Linked DNA regions of Hordeum vulgare: region 1 is linked to region 2. The links are chromatin contacts, called in public Hi-C maps. All regions are on one chromosome and are shown on one strand. The core of a region is the stretch at or near the end of the contact, and the rest is flanking DNA. Distances in the headings are between cores, read along the strand shown.

Region 1 (7,153 bases), core at 3,364-5,863, 420 kb before region 2:
AGGAAAGATCCTCGAGTTTTGCTTTGTTTTCAGTTCAGCATGTCACAAGAGAAGTTAATAATTCAGCTGATCTTTGTGCTAAACATGCCACCTCTCTTCCAGTTTCAGATTGTTGGTTGGAATCTCGTCATAGTTAGTACCTTTTTGGCTGATTGTAACCGAATCTCTCGTATGCACTCCTTAATTTCCCTATGAGTACATTGTTGCCACTTGTCACCGCATCCATGTCACAGCCAACCCGACTGAAATTGAGATCACTCAGTTTTCACATAAGCTTGAGTTGAGTAAAGTGAAGCTCGCTTAAACTCAGCTCAATTTCAGCTGCGGCTGCAATTAGTAATGCTCGGGCCTAGCAGCTATCCCTACTTGATCAGCTCAACATCAGTTCGAAAATCAAACACCAAAAGCCAAATGGATCAGAAAGCGCGCAGAGAGGTATTGAATAGATTATTGTTCTACCTTAATTAATATTGCAGCTCTAGGCCAAAACTTCTTTTTTTCCCTAGAACAATCCAGCTAGACGACCATGGCGATCGAGTCATTGTAGGTGCCTCAGTGGTGCTAGTTTCTTCGTAATAATAGTAATGTACTTTACATGACCAGTCACTACATCTAGCTCACCTAAGAAACCGTCGTCGTCTACCTTCTTTCCCTAGCAAGAGCTACAGCTACTGCATGCGTGCGCGCCTCGGATTGTTGTCGAGCGATGGGCGTGTGAAGTGAACCTCCTATCTTCAGCTGACCTGTTGCTGGTTCCCGTAGAGCGGGTACGCACCATAGGCGGCGGCATACATGCCCGGGTCAGGGAACGGTGCCGCGGGGTAGCCGTACCCGTTGTAGAACGGCGAGGGCGCGTAGTACATCCCGTTGTTCCACTGGTTGCCATTGTCACTCCTCAACTGCAAAGAAGAGGTGCAGTAAAGTCAGGTTCCTGAGTTATGTTGGCTGCACAATCTTTACTGTTGGGGTTGGGGTGGGGGTGGGGGTGGGGGTGGGGGTGGGTGGTGGTATGACAAGAAGAGCCCATGATAGTACCTGCTTGTTTGCTGGATTGCGACCCCATGAAAGGCGCACGGTCTGTTTCCCGATGGTGCTCCCGTTTAGCCCTTGCAATGCATCTTCTGCATTCTTTCTGTGAAAGGGGAAAACGTTGACAGCATTAATCGATCAAACTCCATCATGGTGACAGATGCAATTTAACGAAACGAAAATTGTATGTGAGGACAAACTGAAAAGTATAGAAGTGCATGGCCAATAATCCATACCTCTGAAGAAACTGCACGAACCCGCACTGTTTCCCAACTGGAATCTTCACAGAGGAAATCTCACCATACTGGGAGAAGGTTTGCTTCAGATCATCTTCACTAACATTTGGGTCAAGCCCACCGACAAATACCTATGGACAATAAAATAACGATGATAAAAGAAAAGCTATAACAATGTATATTGCATAAGTTACAGCCAATCCATCTGTACTCACAGTTGTGTTTGTCAAATCTCCGTCTGATCGAGCGGATGAACCAGTAGACCCAGAAGTACCTAAACCAACATTTTTTCAGGAAACAGAGATAAACAGTCACAGATATGCAAACAACATTAAATGATTCCTGTAGAATTTTTTATCCAAAAGAACAATGTTAATAAGCAATTCACAAGTTCTCAGATTTTATTTGACCAATCAATAATATTCTCTGGAATATGAACATATGTCATTATCACCAATACAAACCCATTTCTAAAAAGGTATAGTGCATAATAACAGCAAAGCATGAATGCAGAGCAGAAACAGTTTTGTACATGGACAGTGTCAAGTGTGAACTATATATTGAACGAATCTCCCTCCCAAACAAATTCAGAATGTAAACAAGTCCAGATGTGTGACAGAGTACAAGTGAAAATTTCAAGTTAAAGTGGCAAAGAGATGCTAAAGAGCAGGGAATTAACTAAAAGTAGTCCCACTTGGAAACTGGAACTTCTACAAATGGTTAAAATCATAATCACTGGTCTCATTGCCACCTAAATATGGAACAGTTAAGGGAGGGAACTTCCAACTTTAACCACGTTTTAAAATAATTTGAATTTCCCCATAAGTAATACAACAACCAGACTCATATATTTGCATATAGGCAGAGGGTCAGGTGGATATAGTTTCAGACTATAATTAATAGTGAAAGAACATAACCAAATCAAGGAACCTCCATTGAGTTGGGCCAACAATGAATTCAGAGCATATAGGGACTGAGAAACTTTTTAACTAACCTGAAGATTTTCTGGGAGTTGCAGGGCCAATCCTCATGGGCCTAGTTGAGCAATACACTCCGTTCATCTCGGTCATGGCGTTTGTCTTCTCACTATCATCTCCAAAACGCACAAAGCCATAGCCCTTTGATCTACCAGTGTTAGCATCAATAACAACTTTTGCACCTTTGACAGAGGAGTACCTGCTGGAGAAAGTCTCTAGCAATGCAGTATCATTGACATCAGAGGCAAGATCGCCTACAAATATGGAATGATCTGAAGCAATGTCTGAACGCCTATCACCCATGCTAAATGATGCCCAGTTTATCCTAAAAGGCTGGTCAGTATTTGGCATTATATGCCCAGCAAAACCATCAAGTACTTTTTCAGCTGCAGCATGACTGTAGAACTCTACAAATCCATATCCTTCTGACTGTCCGGTTTGCTTATTACGAATAACCTTGATCGCGACAACCTACATCATATTCATATACATATTAGTACGAGTTTGAGCTTGGATAATAAGAATTGTAAATTGCGTAAGAAGACACGTTGCAATGCAGTCACCACACATATATATTCTGCAACTGGCTGGTGAAACAGTTCAAAATTCAAAATTCCAGTTGTCCTGGAGGTGACAATGTTAGTGGAAACGGAAGTGCTAAAAACTGGACAGTTCGAAATTCCAGTTGTCAAGACAATGGCTGGTGAAACAGCCCAGTAAAAAGTATTGTATTGTTTAAGGGTGGTAAAAACGATAAGCTTTTTTGTCCATATGTAAACCCCATGTTTCACCAAGTCTTTCTCCATTGTCCTGTAGGTGACCATGTTAGTGGAAATGGAAGTGCAGCGAAGATAGACGATACATGAAGCTGGAACATATAAAGGATCATTTGTAAGCTCAGCTTGATGACATTTTTACTATGTTGGCGTACACAAAAAAGGGAATAGCAGAAGGTGCTACTTCCATTCAAGCAAAAACCCTCTTTTTTTAAAATCAGAATAGTTGCATAATCAAAGCTCACTTCTCCTGAAGTGTAAAGCCCTAACTGGTTTTGAACGTAGTTCGAGAAAATTAATGTAAATGTTCTCCTCTTCTGCCAAGCAGTAGTAGTAGATCGGCTAGTTTCTAGACAGAAGAAGCACCCCAATCCCCAGCACTGCCAGGCTAGAAACGGACCAATGAGGGACGAAACAGATGTACGGCTATGGTGCGCCAGGAATCCTGCCGTTACGAGGTAGGCAAGCTGGCACATCAGACCAAGAGCTAGCAGCGTATCCCAACCCATGACCAGCACAGGAAAGGGTGGGCATCTTGGCTTGCCTCAGCCAATCTAGGGGACTGCGAGTTTCCAGTTCCAGGCCGCAGATCCACGCCCTCCCTGGTTGCCCAGCGGTTGCTCGCCCGTTTCCTCTTTCCGCACGCACAGTGACCCAATCATTTGTACTCCTGCATCCTGCGCTGCGCACCGCAGGCCTGCCTCTGCCTGCAGCTAGCTATAGGCTCTGCCCGGTCTTTCTTAAGATCCGCCATTCTCTCTCTCTCTCCGACCTCGCGTGACTCGAGAGACGAATCGCGCTTCGGGGAACCTGTCGCCGCCTGCCGCGTCAAGATGCCATTTTTCGTGGAATTTAACCGCGCATTTAGTGGTGAGTATATCTGACGGGCTTGTCACATCCATGGAAAGGGTTCCTAGTCAGTGGGGTATGCGAAAGGGAGACGGTGTGTGTCTCTTTTTGGCAGCTCTGGCTCGGGGGCGGCGTGAGATCTGGGGTCGTGGGGAGGGGGCGGAAGGGAAGGGGAGGGAGGCGGGGCGTGCTCTGCTCACCTCGCCGGTGTAGCCGAAGCAGGTGTGGAGGTAGTTCTCGTCCATCCAGTAATGGAGGTCGCCGACCCAGATGGTCTTGTTCTCCTCCTGGCCGGGCTGCGCGGCGGGGGCGGGGGAGCCCATGGCGACGCCGACGCGCGGCTGCAGCGGCGGGGGCGGCGGCGCGACGGCGTGGAACGGCACGAAGTGCGGCGCGAACTGGTGGGGCGGCGCCGGCGCCATCTGGTGCGGCACCACCATGGCCGCGGCGCCCGGCGGCGCGAACGGCATGGCCACCCAATGGGGCTGCGGCGCCAGCGCCGCCACCGCCGGGAGCGGCGCCGCCCCCACCTGCTGCTGCTGCTTCTGCACCTCGCCCCCGCCGTTCGCCGCCGCTGCCACCGTCGCCGCCTGCATGGTCACCCCGAAACCAAACCTCTCCGCGCTCGCTCGCGCGTGCCCGGTCGCCTCCGACGGAGATGATAATCTGGAGGCGAGGCGAGGAGAGGGAGGGTGGAGGAGGGAGGGAGGAAGGAGGAGCAGTAGCAGGAGCTCGCGGCAGGGGGGAGAGGGAGGTGGCTAAATAAAGCACGCGGCGGCGGAGGATATGGGGGCGCGCGGGCCGTCGGATGGCGCGCGTGGAGGCGCCCCTGGCCGTCCGCTCCCCGGCCTTGACCGGATCCACGTCCGTGTCGGCCCGACCCAGCCAGCCCCCGCGGGTTACACGTAGAGTCGTTTCTCACTTTCGGGTTAAGTCCGGGCGCGGATGCGGATGCAACATCAGTTAATTAATTACCCCTAGTCACAATCATATGGTAAGTATGTAAGTAATGATTTTTTTTTTGGTAATCCTGCTCTGTTGTTGTGGTGAAGCAGATCCATGTATCCTGGCTGGTCAACAGTGCATGGAACCTATTCCTAAATATAGGTTTGACTCGGGAGGTTTCACGGCCGAGCTGTGCCGTGCCTCTGCATGGTCGGTTACGTTGGTTGTGCCATGCTGGTAATTAGGTAGCTAGGCTGGTCCAACTCTGCGCTTGCTGCGGGGTTACTAAAATAGATAGTCTCTACAACTACTCTGGTGCTCAGTTTAACCTACATTTTCTGCGCTCTCACAACTAACTTGAGCACGCACGCACTTGACTGCAGTACCTAAACTTGGCAATATGCATGTTGTGGAAGGCTCCCAACTTCGCGGTGGAGCAGAGCGGTGCCCAGTTCATTTTTCAGGAGGAGCTGTTATACCGCTCCTTATTTTCAGGTTGAGCGAAGCGGAGTCGTGGGAGTAACCTGTTGCCGAACATGCCTTTCATGTCTTCATAGATCACGTTTTAGGACTAACACGTTCTATGGAAGAGTTGATTATCAACAGAATTGCAACTCGATCAACTAATCACCATCTGGGCTAAACCCCAATCGACTATGCTTGCCTAGTTTGAGGACAAGATATCTTGGACCCTTACTGCAAACTCTGTATACTCTGCCCGATTTGTGTATGATGCTCAATTCTACGGTCGGATCATGAACCCTCGGCTGCAGAAGGTTTGGGATGTCAAAGCGGACGGCAAGATTAAATTTTACCTTTGGTTGATTCTGCAAAACAGAGTGTGGACATCCGATCGCCTGGCCGTGCGCGGCTGGCCTCATGATGGTCTCTGCTACCTCTGCGACCAAGAGGAGGAATCAGTTAATCACCTACTGCTAAAGTGCCCTTTCGCCAAGGAAGTTTGGTTCTCCTTCAACTCCTCGCACCCCTCAAGCTCCAATGTTGTATTATACTCTCCTTCTCTTGCTGGTTCGTGGAGAAATTTCTCTAGGAATATCAAGAACAAAGAAGAGAAAGTGAAAGTCACAATGGATGTGTACGCAGTTTCGCATTTCTGGAAGGAGAGGAACAATAGGATTTTCGAGGGGATGAAGGCCATGTTGGAAATATGCCCTAGAGGCAATGATAAATAGTTATTATTATATTTCCTGTTTAAAGATAATCGTTTATTATCCATGCTATAATTGTATTGAATGAAAACATAGATACATGTGTGGATACATAGACACAGCAATGTCCCTAGTTGGCTAGCCAGTTGATCAAGGATAGTCAAGGTTTTCTGGCTATGTGCAAAGTGTTGTTGCTTGATAACTGGATCACATCATTAGGAGAATCATGTGATGGACTAGACCCAAACTATGAACGTAGCATATTGATCGTGTCGTTTTATTGCTATAGTTTTCTGCGTGTCAAGTATTTGTTCCTATGACCATGAGATCATATAACTCACTCGCATCGGAGAAATGCCTTGTGTGTATCAAACGTCATAACGTAACTGGGTGACTATAAAGATGCTCTACAGGTATCTCCGAAGGTGTCCGTTGAGTTACTATGGATCAAGACTGGGACTTGTCACTCCGTATGATGGAGAGGTATCTCGGGGCCCACTCGGTAATACAACATCACACACAAGCCTTGCAAGCAATGTGACTAAGTGTAAGTCACGGGATCTTGTATTACGGAAACGAGTAAAGAGACTTGCCGGTAACGAGATTGAAATAGGTATGCGGATACCGACAATCGAATCTCGGAAAGTAACATACCGAAGGACAAAAGGAATGACTTACGGGATTATATGAATCCTTGACACTGAGGTTCAACCGATAAGTTATTCGGATAATATGTAGGATCCAATATGGGCATCCAAGTCCCTCTATTGGATATTGACCGAGGATTATCTCAGGTCATGTCTACATAGTTCTCGAACCCGCAGGGTCTGCACACTTAAGGTTCGGCGATGTTTTAGTATAGTTGAGTTATATGTGTGGTTACCGAATGTTGTTAGGAGTCCCGGATGAGATTACAGACGTCATGAAGGTTTCCGGAATGGTCGGGAGAGGAAGATTGATATATAGGATGACTTCATTTGGTTACCGGAAAGTTTTCGGGCATTACCGGGAATGTACCGGGAGTGGCGAATGGGTTCCGGAAGTTCACCGGGAGGGGGGCAACCCTCCCGGGGAAGCCCAAAGGACTTATGGGTGTCGCACCAGCCCTTAGTGGGCTGGTGGGACAGCCCAATAAGGCCTATGCGCCATAAGAAAAAAACCAAAGAAAGAAA
Region 2 (7,648 bases), core at 1,685-4,184:
CTTATATTTTGAACGGAAAGAGTATTTGACAATTATTTCTTGAGTTCTTTTAGAATATAAAACCATGTAGAAGAGTTGCATGAGGATTGCAGAGCCGAAGATGGCGTGATCGTTACGTCACCGGAAAATGACGCTACCCAAGCAATCCACCATTGCATCATCTAAGATGCGCGACCCAAAACAACATGCCAACCTAGACTGGAGCAAATGAATAGCACAAGGCATGAACATCGGGAAACATCCAATGTGAGAGTGTGAACAACAACCAACATCCAGGCCAAACCCGAGTACTATGACAATCATAAATCAGAGGGCGATCACAGGCACTGAAGATGAAGTCAACCGTGACCGACTATCAAGGGTTCCGTTGAGGCGGAGAAGAAAACACAGGAGGAAGGAATGGAGGCTCTCCCGCACAGGAAACACAACCATAAATCAATTATTCGTTTCTTTGCCACCATAGAATCATAAATAAATTCCTATGAAATATTCAGGGCATGTTTGGTAGCCTTCACAAGGATGTATGTTACCTTTTCAATCCATTTTTGTTGTTTGATAGCATGCATGTGTCTTGTACTGTAGCTCGATGGAGGCCCATCAGGGTTACCTCTCCTCCCTATTTCCCCTTCACTTCCAAGCTCCCTACCGGCCACGAGAGACATCCAACCGCCCACCGCCACCTCCCCTTCTCCTTGATGGCAGCCTACTTCCGCGATTCCTCCGGCGATTAACCTGCTCCCTACCAGCCACGAGGGATACCCAGACGCACGCTTCCACCTCCCTTTCTCCTTGATGGCAGCCTACTTTGGCGATTTTACGCACGCTTCCACCTCCCTTTCTCCTTGATGGCAGCCTACTTTGGCGATTTTTTCGCACGCTCCCTACTAAACAAAGTCTCTACTTAACATGTTTGAACACATACATTAGTACCAAACAACATCAAATGCATGCATTTAGCACGTCTAAACTCAGCATGTCTCATGGCAGCGTCTCATGGGGAACCAGGTTAGGATGGAAATGTTATCAAACACACCCTTACGTTGTCGAGAAAATAGCATAGTAGCATTCCGAAGAAGAGAAGGCAATGCACAAGCTTTATTCCAGTGAACAGGAAATACACGTCACACGTTTTTTTCTTCACGTTCTAAAACCATATACACATCACACATGAAATGGAATACAATTTGAACGAGGAATACAAATCAAGAGAACACTTCATTCATACTATAAACAAGAACTCTGTACCCATCCAGCATGTTGCGCCTTCGTTTCGCTCAACGGCGATCGTTCCCTGCGGCGTGCAGCTTGTTGCCGATCCCAGGGCTGTGCCCAGGCGCCGTTCCACGGCTGTCGGTGGTCGCCACCCAGGTCGCCCCCGCGTAACCGCTGGCAGTACCCTGCACGGCATGGCACCCCGCTGACATGCATGCCTCATCGCCGTCGATCTTGGCCGACGCCGCCATCAGCCTCCTCGCCTCGCACGGGCACGTCGCCAGGTGGCTCGACACGACCAAGATGATCAGAATGCAGCAGGTGCACGAGGAGACATGCTTGGAACCTGCCATGTAAGTGAAGAACCAACAAGTAACTAAGGTGGTCTTAAGACTCGGTATGCTGCAGCTACTCTTCTTGCTTGGGGTTTTTAGCTTGGTTTGAGAGGTTTGCGCCCAGTGACAATTTATAGGGAGAGGGAGTGCTACGGCATGCAATAAAAAATTTAAAACGAGACCAGCCGGGACACTAGCTTGGCGGCATATTTTTATAGTGGAAGAATGCAACCTGAGCACCCGCTGGATCCTAGACTCTCGAACTTGGCTGGGTGGGCAGCGTGCGCACCCGCACAGCTTACCAACAACAGAGCGGCGCTCTGTTCTCTCATGGCGTGCAATATTTTAAGTCACAGACAACACCTATCTTACAGATCCGAGAGGTATATAAACATAGAAAGGTAGACAGCCCAGCTCCGTGCGATCTAAAGGCTCCTCAAGACTCAAAAGGCCGCATGAAGAAACAACCATGAAGTACACCATTGCCATGGTGAACCAACAAACATGCATGTCATTTTCGCCAGAGTCCAATTTTTTCACATGCATGTGCCACAGTCAAGGAACTAAATGTTCATCTTCTAAACGTGCACATTTGACTATGGGAGGTTAGTGCTTCAGAAAAAATAAGAGACATGCATGGACAGATGCAGGGCATGCGGTCTGCTAAACTCAAATTGTTTTTGGATTCTCATGGAGAGAAAAACTAACATCATCAGAAAGGAAAAGTAACCCACTTAAGAGTTGATGAGGAACACTTACTGCAAGGATCTCGGAAAAGGGCAGCATCGTTTGCATGGCATAATCTGGGGAATCTTCGTTGCTTGGACACACACATCGATCGCGCAGACGCAGCTTTCGACCGGCCAAGCACAATAGCTGGCTCCCCGGACCAAAGGAGGGGTCACCTTTTTGATCATTAACAACTTCATATATATAGCCTATGACTTGAGAAGAAATATATTTCATGTACGGCGTACGGGGCGACGGCTGCTCCAAAGTTTGCTCGGACCAACGGTTTGGAGCACTCAAGCGGCGCAGGCCACTAACATGAAAAGCCTAGGGGTTTGAAGAAATGCTTGCCAGATTTGCCTTTTTCCCCAAAAAACCTATGGTCGATCAAATGTAGCATTGTGGCACCACCAACCAAGGAACCCCCATGGCTGGCTGGCAGAGGCTCCAAGATTTCTACTTAATTGAACATATTTTGCTACCATCCACTTGGATTCCGAAATCCCCAATCGCCTCACCTTTAAAACCATACTAGCTATATTTATGTGTTGATGGAAAATCTGTGTTTCTTAAAGTTGACAGTTATACCTACTTCACACTGCACATTGTTGGTCGTTGATGAGATCTTTTTGGTGCTCAGAATTTGATGGGTGATGGTTACAGATCACCAATCTAGGGACTGAGTGCTCCAGAGCACATGCTTAGACCAGCTTTCAAAGGCTACCCACCGTAGTATCCATATCAAAATATTCAGTTCCAGCCATCCTGCAGCCCACGATGTTGCCCCTTGGGTGCTGCAACGTTAACAAATCCAACTTGCCAGAGTTAATACCAGGATCACAGAATATATAGTGCCACTACAGTTCACACCAAAAAAAAATGCGCATTGCTAGAAAGTAGTGAGTTTGAACTTTCAAAGTAAGCTAAAAAGTACTCGATCACAGAAGAACCTCTTGCCCTGGAAAAGTGGAAAGCGTGTCAATTAAAATGAACTACTTTGAGTTAGTGAAGCGCTTTGGTATTTATTTGTCTAGTCTATCCATGCTACAAACCCAATAGGAATTAGATGTCTCTCTGACAATTCCCAACAGCAGAATCTCAAGATGTACTAAAGGGTAAAGCATTTGAAAAGGCATCTCACTTGCTTAATACTCATTACCCAAAGCAGAGATAGGTTTAACTATTTCTACGTACAAAGCGAAGCAATATCGTACCAGGTACTTCCATGCAGCAGTGGCGGCTATCTCTTTATTCCAAATGTCTTGCTACATGGCCGTCCTGGAACCCTTCAGAAGTCATCGGCTGGCATAAAACCGGTGCAATTGATAACACAACAGAACAATAATTAAATGATTAACTTTATTTAAAAAATATGTGTATTTACATATCTAAAGCCATCGGCGCCTAACATTATCAAACTAGAGCAATCAGTATGCCACACTACACATTTATTTAACTATGTTACAATGAAACTTCAACAAATTGGCAACTGGGGTATGCCATGCAGAGAAAATTTCTCTCTGGCAGAGCATTGACGTAAAAGAGATCGGACTTCATTTCGGTGATCTTGCTTGACGAATTTGCTTTTCATCAGACAACAGCTTTGCAAATCTGAAAATAAGGTGTTAATTAGCTAATAAGTAGAGATGCATACTGCAATTATAATAACCTGATTCCTGATAGGTGGTGCCAAGCTCACCTCTTGAGAGCTTCCTCATTGGTCTCCTCCGTTTCACTACAAGTAGGCACCATCTGGCCAGTCTCCAAATTTGCCCGTGAGACAGGTTTCTTTAGCAGCAACTCTCCAACATTGACAAGTTTCTCCAAGTTATCCTTGGTGGCAACATCAACTGAGGAGAGTGTCCCCCGTAGGGTATCATCCTGTCATGTAGAAATGGTATTCTCTGAGTAAAAGGAGGCTGATTTATTGGTTGCATTGTACTCCCTCTGTTCCAAAATTTGAACTGAAACCATGACACTTATTTTGGAAAGAAGGGAGTACAAAATAAGTTGTCTGCATTTTACTTACTTGAATTCTCAGATAGTTCTGCTCAGAATGTAAGGCTTTGAAAACAGAAGCAATGTGAATATCCACCATATCTGCACTTGCCCGTGTGAAGATATCTACTAATGGTGTGGATCCACTGCTAAGTAACCAATCCAACACTCCCCATGATTTAGCCTTTTGTGCATCGTACTTCTCTTCAAATTTTGATGAGCCTGTGCCAAGTGAAATGACCAAAAACCGGCCATAGTCCATAGGTTTTATCGGGAAGAAATCTGAATCTTGCTTGAATATCTGCTTGCTTACTTCTCCAATGGCAACTAAGGCCTAAACACAACAAAGACAGATATTAGGTCTATTTCAAAATTTCTAGACTTTCCTTCAGTCTCTGAATCAAGCACATGCCCCAAGCTGTATGTTATGCAAAACTACAGGCAGCTATAGTACCGGATTATTGGCAGCTACTCCCCCATCAATAAGATTAAACTCCTTGGTGTTTCCATGAGAATCTTCAGTCTTGAAGTAATGAGCAGGCAAATAAGTTGGAGCAGCGGACGTGCTGATGCAAATATCTGATAACAAAGCATCCATTGTGCTCTTCTTCTTCTTCTTAACCTGTCACATGATAATAGAAAGTTCATTTTTGTGCAAATTTCCATCATGAAGGATTAATGGAAGTTCTCGACTTCTCACTTCTGCTTCATACATATGTTCTCCCTTTGAAGTAAATTTACAGCGAAAACAAAGAAATATGCATTTCATTAGCATGTGTTTCTTATACCATTATTAAAGTGAATTGGCTCTGATTTACTATAACTGGCATCCAATACAAAGAAACATCAACCATATTTTACAGGTACACAAATTAGGTCTCCCAAAAGATTTGAGCGAGAGGGGAAGAGGGAAACCTCATATGACGAAAAAATGGTTGGTTGTAGCCGCTTGATGTCGAAAGTCGGTATTACCACATTTGTTAACGTCTGATGCAGCCTGGCGCTTCCTAACTTCTTTCTCACAACTTCATGAAGGTACTTGCCATCATAACAAGGTCCTGACAATGAGCGAAGTATCCTCATTATCCTACCAAATGCACCCCTAGAAAAAACAGAAAATATGTGTTACTGGACAAGTTCCCAATTCAATCAACAAGAAGTGAAAAACATAACATATGTGTTCACCTGAGCTGCGGGAAAATTCTGGGAGCATGGTCCATATAAAATGCTTGAATATCCTTCGCAGCAAAAAGTGGTCTTCTCTTCTTATTTGGTGCAGTGAGCATCGCAGTCACAAGTCCCCCTGTGCTGGTCCCAGCAATGACATCAAAGTAGTCTGCTAACCGGGCTTCCGCTCCATCAAGTTTCTTTAGAAGTTAACATAACAGTTTCAGTGGGATGCAATCAAGAGCATCAATTAAAAATCAATGTGTTTCTAAAGAAAGGAGCATCTGCTGGTGCAGATGGAAACAAAATCATTGTTACACGTCAAGTATATTCAGCCCACGAGCCCGGAAGAGATAAAAGAACCAGAAATACAGAACTAACACTAGCAGAATATTGAACTTATGTAATACAAAAAATAAATCCAATTTGCCAAGAATTTGAATTTTCTGCTCAACATCTACATGTGCATAAATAACAATAAAAGAAGAGGGAGCAGACAACAACAAGACAGCACCCTCATTGTGACGCTAATACAAAGTTTAAGATTTACTTGGGTTATGGAAGTACCTTTACTTTACAGTTAAGTTAACAAGATATGGTTAGTGAATTGAGTTAAATCCTGACAGTTTGAATTTAAACAAACCAAACAACCAAATTGCAAGCTTATTTCATCTAACGCGATATATGGAACATGGACTTGTAATCTATTATATTTCTCACCAGGTGACTGTTGCCATGGCAATATGCCAACATCACAAGATACAAAAATCAATTATGTACATAACTACAGGTTTACCTGCAACTCTGATTCTAGAAAGGCAAGAGCAACAGCTGGAATGAGTCCTCGAATCCCTCCACCATCGATAGAAAGAATTGTGATGAGGTTGCCATAAGTTGGTGGGTGTCTGCACAAGATATGTTTTCCAGTCTCCATATTTGTGTTCTCTTCAAGGATAGGTTGCAAAGATTTGTAGTTCTCCGAGGATGGCGATATGAGCCCTCAAGTTAATGTAGAGAACACATATTAATAGACTTCGGATGAGAACTTTCGTGGCAATGCAGGTAGTGAAGGTCTATAGCATTCAGGACAAAGTCATTACGAATAACTTAAACGTGCGATAATAAAATCTTACTAACCTTCATTCATGAGAAGATATGTAGAATTAAAGTTGCAAAAGTGCACGCTTCATTTTCTGAAACCTTGGTAACAGTGACTACTGAGTAGGTAACGTGCTTTGAAGGAAACTTTTACCCATATAGACCTAATGATGTATTGAAATGCCCTATTTTGTACTCCCTCCGTAAAGAAATATAAGAACGTTTAGATCACTAACTAAACGCTCTGATATTTCTTTACGGAGGGAGTATTTTCTCATCAAACACACAAAAAATCTATTTTCTCAAAATGGAAAGTCAAGTGATGATTGAGAGGCTAGTATATGAGGTTCGAATGCAGTGTATATCTCCTCTTTTCGAAAAGGACAAATGTCTCTTTCTCAGTTGCCCTTGGACTAGGGGCTATTCTAGTGCCCTGAAGGCGCTGCCAGGAAAAGGAAATTTCTATGACCCAGGTGTTAGTCATGTTAGAAAGTTGACCTAAACTTGCATGGAGCTAATACATCTTAGCTTTGTGCTCTATCTCAGTATGATCATACTTGTGATGCACGCAATCTAAGTAATAAGATGAACAATCTGTGTACTAGTACAGGTTGATTGACCTAAATGGGATATGTTAGGCATGCCCTTGGAGGATGACATCAGAGGAACCTGCACTGCTGAAGCATTTGAATTTAGGCAGTATGCAGCAATGGGAAAAAAAACATGCTACCATTCAATTTGTGCCAATTTTGTTTTAGCTGGATGGTTGTTGCATCATTGATTACGTATTCTCAATCACGTTGTATCCAAACGATATCCTAGTTAAGCACAGAAGATAGTTATCTAGATCCGACGAACTTATGAGAGTCTTCAACCATTTTCTTTTCTTTTATATTTGAGAAATATGGTGTAACGTTCAGCTTTGGCTAAGTAAAATGTGCAAGGAAAGGTGATGTAGCCCGTCAAGTAAGATATCATGTAATTAGACAAACATATCATAATGTGAAAAACATTTAGATTTGAGACCCTGTGAACAAATAAATATCAGAATATTCATTTGATTTCCCGGAGGAAGAAAACAAATGAATGACAACGATGGAAAATACTTA

What was found. A called contact is a pair of places that touch in the nucleus more often than the background predicts.
Region 1: a contact with region 2 is called in a Hi-C map of leaf, with 4 times the contacts expected there. The contact joins the promoter of LOC123398803 here to the enhancer-like site in region 2. A contact is called at or near these places in 2 of 6 Hi-C or Micro-C datasets (leaf and seedling).

Annotation. Positions count from the first base shown.
Region 1 is chr5H:463,274,100-463,281,252 of MorexV3_pseudomolecules_assembly, reverse strand. It overlaps LOC123398803 (polyadenylate-binding protein RBP47-like), which reads right to left and starts at 4,613. Exons shown (of 6, transcript XM_045093257.1): 1 at 4,068-4,613; 2 at 2,260-2,713; 3 at 1,481-1,539; 4 at 1,266-1,396; 5 at 1,036-1,132; 6 at 437-899. The coding sequence starts at 4,463. The coding sequence ends at 735.
Region 2 is chr5H:462,856,782-462,864,429 of MorexV3_pseudomolecules_assembly, reverse strand. It overlaps LOC123398780 (patatin-like protein 2), which reads right to left and starts at 6,752. Exons shown (of 7, transcript XM_045093238.1): 1 at 6,238-6,752; 2 at 5,460-5,641; 3 at 5,190-5,376; 4 at 4,729-4,896; 5 at 4,306-4,608; 6 at 3,976-4,157; 7 at 3,619-3,887. The coding sequence starts at 6,375. The coding sequence ends at 3,830. Within about 2 kb of position 2,934, at least 1 of the 3 cell types and tissues checked has open chromatin away from gene starts, as enhancers often do. A contact at or near this core is called in leaf, where this site is marked.